2 separate regions of the Sus scrofa genome follow, and region 1 is linked to region 2. Evidence: chromatin contacts called from public HiChIP or PLAC-seq data. All regions are on one chromosome and are shown on one strand. Each heading gives the region's core, a stretch centred on a gene start, on an enhancer-like site or on the middle of the called end of the contact. The rest is flanking DNA. Distances are from core to core; before and after follow the strand shown. Region 1 holds the start of VDAC2 (voltage dependent anion channel 2). Region 2 overlaps SAMD8 (sphingomyelin synthase-related protein 1).

What was found. HiChIP or PLAC-seq counts read pairs in DNA pulled down with a chosen protein or histone mark.
Region 1: an H3K27ac HiChIP or PLAC-seq map of alveolar macrophages shows a contact between it and region 2. The contact joins the promoter of VDAC2 here to the enhancer-like site in region 2. A contact is called at or near these places in 1 of 5 promoter capture datasets (liver), 7 of 47 Hi-C or Micro-C datasets (blood, embryonic fibroblasts, mesenchymal stem cells and 3 more) and 2 of 2 datasets of contacts at active chromatin or transcription factors (alveolar macrophages and skeletal muscle).

Annotation. Positions count from the first base shown.
Region 1 is chr14:77,766,225-77,769,218 of Sscrofa11.1, forward strand. It overlaps VDAC2 (voltage dependent anion channel 2), which reads left to right and starts at 1,471. Exons shown (of 9, transcript NM_214369.1): 1 at 1,471-1,501; 2 at 2,503-2,571. The coding sequence starts at 1,471.
Region 2 is chr14:77,694,184-77,697,311 of Sscrofa11.1, forward strand. The region is part of intron 1 of SAMD8 (sphingomyelin synthase-related protein 1); the gene reads left to right. Among named protein-coding and RNA genes, the nearest start is that of SAMD8, 16 kb to the left of the region's middle. Within about 2 kb of position 1,593, at least 9 of the 83 cell types and tissues checked have an H3K27ac peak or open chromatin away from gene starts, as enhancers often do. A contact at or near this core is called in alveolar macrophages, where this site is marked.

The sequences.
Region 1 (2,994 bases), core at 221-2,720, 72 kb after region 2:
AAATGAGCTTTCCTTAGTCTATGGCTGAATGGCTGTTAAAACCACTTCATCTCATTTATTTTATAGAGTGAAACAAAACAAGACAAAACTGGGGTAGAGAAGGGATAAATTGCTGAGACTGGCTATTGATTACCGACCTTAAATTGACCCTATTTCTATCTCATTAGACCGCTCATTTTTTTCTTGTCCCCTTGGCTTCTTCACTTCCTGCACACCCAGAGAACTGGAGTGCAGCGTTCTAATGCTTGGTCAGCATGATTCCTAAATTTTCTAGCAGGCTTGACTCACCAAGACCGCTCCAGTTTCTCTGTGTGTGTAAAGCAGTCCCACCCCAATCCAGACGAAGGAGGCAGAAAAGGAACCCTAAGGCTTGAGCGGGGGTAGGGTGGAGTAGGGAAAGGCGGGGCACCCCGAGACGTGCTCAAGTTTGTTCAGGGCGGGGCAGCCCAAGAGAGCCTCTCAGGCCGAGCCCCGCCTAGCATGGCGATTACACCATGATGGGAAGCGGGCGAAAGAAGGGAGTGGGCGAGGGGCTGGAGGTACGCCCCAGCGCCCCACTCATTTCTCTCTGAGCCAGGAGAGACACACGGTCTTCCAGAGACGCAAGCACTTGCTCAGGGCAGAAGTGGTATCGCTCAGCAGACTCCTTCCTCTACCGGGGATTGGCTCTGCAGGGCATGTAAGTCACAGCCAAGAAGGGGAGTTGGAGAGATGTACGTGACCTCGGGGAGCGCGGTCGCGCCCAGTCGCGCGCAGTCCCGCTCAGGCACGCGCCCGACGCCCCGCCCCGCCCATATTGAGCGCGCGCGGGGCCTCCACCCCATCCCCCCGCCCTCGCGGTCCCCTCCGGCAGCATCCGTCGTTCCCCGCCCCCTCGTCTCTGGGGCTGTCCTCTTCGCTGCCTGACCTGAGGTCCGGCAACGTCTGTCTTTCTGGCCCCCGCCGAGGGACCGAGGCGCCCTATCCCGGGGGCGGGGGTGCTCTTGGAGCACGTGGCTGTTTTAGAGCAGGTTGGAGTGGGCAGCAGGCGGCGCTGCGGGGACAGGCGCGGCGGGCAGCCCCAGGGGCAGCGGCAGGGTCCTGGCCGGTGGGGGGAGGACAGGGTTGCGGCAGGCGGAACGGTGTCTCCTTCACTTCGCCCTCCAGCCGAGGGAGCTGCAGCCCGACCCTGAAGGAGCCGAACGGTTTCTGCTGCGAGCGAACGGCAGGGGCGCCTCCCCCTCCCCCCAGGAGACCACCAGGTACCGCTGCCCCCGCCTCACTCTGACCCGGGGGCGTAGGCCTGGGCGGCCAAGCAGGATGTCTGAGCCGGACTCTGGGTCGGCCCTGGCTCCCTAAGATGGCCGCGCTGCCCCGCGGCCCCTCTCCCCTCTGTCCCAGACCCCCTTTCTGGCCCCTTGGTTTGCTTCTGACCCCTGCTGACCACACTTTATGTCCCTCCTTCAGATCACCTCATCCGACGGCTTCGCCATGGCGTCCTATGGACAGACCTGCCCACGGCGTAAGTAGAGGGGGATCTCTGCGGGACGGGGCGGCGGTGCCTGGACAGTCGAAGCCTGTCGAACGGAAAACTAGGGCTTCTTTTCCCGTATCTCTCCGAGGACTTGGAAATTTGTCCCTTTTGGTAGTTTCTCCATCGTCTGACTCCTCTAGTTCTGCGGAGGAGGGACTGAGTTGCTGGATTTCGAATAGGGGGACTAGGCCAGGGGAGTTGGTTCATGGTCGCATTCACCTTCAGCTTTTGGATGTGTCTTTAATGGACTCAGAGGAAAAAGTTACTGATACCGGATTTGGTTTTTGGAGGCTTGGATCGGTCACTTTTTTAGAGGAAGTAGTAATCTCCCTTGTGAGTGCACAAGGTCATTACATGTGCTCCTAAGGGCGTGGACGTGCTGTGTAGAATGAATGAGCTAGTGTAACGAGCTCAGATTGCTTGCCCTTAAGCCGCACAGCATTGGCCGAGGATATGTCTAAAGTGCCATCTGATATTTAGTTGATGTAGACACTTGAGTGAAACATAGATGGCTTTTTTTTAAGTTCCGTTAAGTTCCCCAGGTATTATTTACCTTTCTCTTCCCATTCCAGAATATTGGTTTTGGCCTCAGAGAGGATACTAAAGGATGTATTGGGGGAGGGGGTGAGGGACTTGTCTTAGTTTTTTTAATCTCATTTGGTTAAATCAGCCTATTCCAGTGACTTTTGGCAGGTATATTTGAATGTATAGTTATATATGTGTGTATGTGTTTGATTCTTTGTATATTTTGGAAGGAATTTCCCAAGTTTTTTGGCCACTTACTATAGTTATCTGTTTTAGAAATTAGTCTTTGGTGCTGATGTCTCCCTCATGGATCCTAGTAGACTATAGTTTTGTTGTAGCTCCTCGTGGTAATAAAAACAAGTTGGATTGCTTGGATTTAAAGATAGCAGTCTGTTCATAATCTAGTTCTTGAACAGACTGTGGGAGCACAGGGACATTAACATTGGAATGTTTCTTCCCACCAGCAATGTGTATTCCGCCATCATATGCTGACCTTGGCAAAGCTGCCAGAGATATTTTCAACAAAGGATTTGGTAAGAATTGCTTTAAAAATTTTAGATCTGAAGTGGAAAATGTGTGTTTGGATTGCTTAGGGAAATTATTGACTTTAAATTGTAAGTATTTTGCTGCATTCTCTTATTAGTTATATTTAAGATAAGATTTCTATTAAAATAGTACTGTAAAACAATCCAAATTCTATCCCAGTTTCATCTGTTTTTTTCAAACTTGAGTTACAGGAATTTACCTTTAAGAAGAAAAGCAATCATGCTTTCTTTTCTTTGAGATATAGTTTACGCCATGGTTGACTAGAATTGATGATTGTCTTGGATTGCTTTGATGGTGGTGACTCCTACTAAAGAGTTATGGGTTTTTTCGAATAAATTAGGACTCTCTTGAAGATTTTATTCCACACCTCACCCTCCCTGTCCTTTAGAATATTTCCCCAGTTATTTAGA
Region 2 (3,128 bases), core at 343-2,842:
ATCGAACCAGCAACCTTTATGGATACTAGTCGGGTTTGTTAACACTGCACCACAATGGGAATTCCTTGAATAGTCATTTCTCTGAAGAAGATGTACAAATACCCAGAAAGCACATGAAAAGGTACTTACCATCACTAATCATTATGGAAATTGAATCAGAACCGCAATAAGATAGCACATCACACCCGTTAGGATGACTGCTATTAAAAATAAAAACCAGGAGTTCCCGTCGTGGTGCAGTGGTTAACAAATCTGACTAGGAACCATGAGGTTGCAGGTTTGATCCCTGGCCTTGCTCAGTGGGTTAAGGATCCGGCGTTGCCGTGAGCTGTTGTGTAGGTAGCAGATGCGGCTCAGATCCTGTGTTGCTGTGGCTCTGGCCCCGCGTTGCTGTGGCTCTGGCATAGGCCGGTGGCTACAGCTCCGATTCGACTCCTAGCCTGGGAACCTCCATATGCCGCGTGTGCAGCCCTAGAAAAGGCAAAAAGACAAAAAAATAAAATAAAAACCAAAAAATAACAAGTGCTGGTAAGGATATGGAAAAATTAGAACACTTGCGTGTTGTTAGTGGGAATGTAAAATGATACAACTACTTTGAAAATAGTGTAGCGATTCCTGAAAAAAATTAGTTACCAGATGACCCAGCAATTCCACTTCTGGATATATACTCAAAAGAAGTGAAAGCAGGACTTGAGCAGATATTTGTATACCCATGTTCATAGCAACATTATTCACAATAGTCAAAAGTTAGAAGCAACCCAAGTGCCTTTTGATGGATAAATAAACAAATGTGTTATACATACACACTCACACTCACACACAATGGAATATTGTTTAGCCTTTAAAGAAGAGAAGTTCTCATACATGCTGCAACATGGGTGAACCTTGAGGACATTATGCTAAGGAAAATAAGCCAGACACAAAAAGACAAATATAGGATTCCACTCACATGAGGTATCTAGAATAGTCAGATTCATAGATAGAAAGTAGAATAGTGATTGACAGCGGCTGGGGGGAGGGGACAATGGGGAAATTACTGTTTAATGACTATGGAGTTTCCTTTTGGAATAATGAGTGAGATCTGAAAATGGATGGTGGTAATGATTGCATGACAATGTAAATGTACTTAATACCACTGAACTGTACACTTAAAATAGTTAAAATAGTACATTTTCTGTTACATATAGCTTAACACATGCACAGAGAACATATCATTTTACCTGTAATACAGGCCAGTACTGCCACTCTACAATTACACTTGCTTTCTGACACAAAGTTAGTGACTGAAAACTGGAGAATTACATGCACACACACACACAACCAGCATTTTCATAGTCTTGTGGATAGCAAAATCTTGAGGAAAATGGCCCTTACTTCACTTTCTGTTTTCCGCATCTCATGTCAGAGCATCTAGTTGGCTGAATCTAATTCAGTTTTAGAACCCTAGTTGCAGTGGATCCTGAGGAATAATTTTTAGCGTTTCAACCTCTTTAGTAGCAGAAAACAACTAAAGGGAGATTGAAAGGGACGCTGAGTGCCAGTTCATCATATTTGTCACAGAGACTGAGTCAGTGGTGATTCATAGATGGTAATACTCTTTGTAGTCAAGTCATCATTTTCAGTAGTGGCCACATTGTCCTGCAGCTGGTCACTCACAGAGGACAGGGGGGCAGGATAGGGAGAGTTTGTTAATAGTAACTGTCTTTCTTTCCTTTTTTTTTTTTTTGTCTTTTGTCTTTTTAGGGCCGCACCCACGGCATATGGAGGTTCCCAGTCTATGGGTCTAATCAGAGCTGTTGCTGCCAACCTACGCCACAGCCACAGCAATGCCAGATCCAAGCTGCATCTGCAATCTACACCACCGCTCACAGCAATGCTGGATCCTTAACCCACTGAGTGAGGCCAGGGATCAAACCTGCAACCTCATGGTTCCTAGTTGGATTTGTTTCCACTGTGCCACGAAGGGAACTCCAATAGTCACTATCTTTCAATAGTGCAGTTCTAGGCTGATTGTATTTAGTTTGTTAAACCTATTTGCAGTTTTAATATGGTGGGTAAATAACTGAGTTATTTATATTGTGAAGAGATTTGAGTCACTCCAATGGAATGCGCTAAAGGCTCATTGATTAAAAAATAGCTATGCTACTGTTAAGGAACACCAGATTTAAAGTTCTTGTGTTAATAAACTGTTTTCATTAAGTATGAAGATAAGATCATAGGAAATACACTGAGCTCTTTTGCGTCAGGCAGCTCAAATCTCTAATTATTATGAACTAAATGTGGAGAGAAAAATAAATTTGCTAGTAAATGAGAGAGTTGATGTGCTAAAAATTGTATCTTTTAATAGTTTTCAGAAATTTCTCATGACTCCACCCAAAAGATAAGATATCTTTTGTTCCACTTTGTACAGAACAGTCAGTTGCTTTATGTTATCTATGACTTGGAACTAAGTTTGATTAATGCCTATTGATGGTAAGATTCTGCGTGAGTGGACTATTCACTCAGTGCCTTGATAATAGAATATTGATCTTTGATAACTAAGTAATTTTTAAATTGCTCACTGATTTCAAAATAAACTTTTAAATCTTATCTGAAATTGGAATGTTTCCTTTACATACCAGTTAACATTTTGGACAAGTACCATGCTTTGCATGCAGTGCTTTTTGACATGGATCAAACTTCAGTGACATACCTGGGAGTGATAGTGTCTAAATAACACCTCAGTTTTTTTTGATGTTATTATTACACTTCTAGAAATCTAACCTAAGTCACTTCAGTACTGTTTGTAATAGTAGTAAAACTATGAATGGTTACCAACAGTGGGGAAATGGATAATTTCTTGTATAGCCATACAATTAAATGTCCTTTTCAAAGGATAGTTTGATAGCATTAGACAGGACTCATGCAGTAATGTTAAGTAAAATGGTACAGAATTACCTGTGATATGATTTCTCTATAGAAAATTCTATGTGTGAAGGATAAATAAAAAATTATAAACAATAGTTCCCTGGGGCAGTAATGTAACAATTATATTTTAAATATTATTCAGCAGATACATTTTGCTTTTAGGTATTTTTCTTTTTATTATAGAAATATGTTACTTTAAAAGATCCAAACTGTGCAGAAAT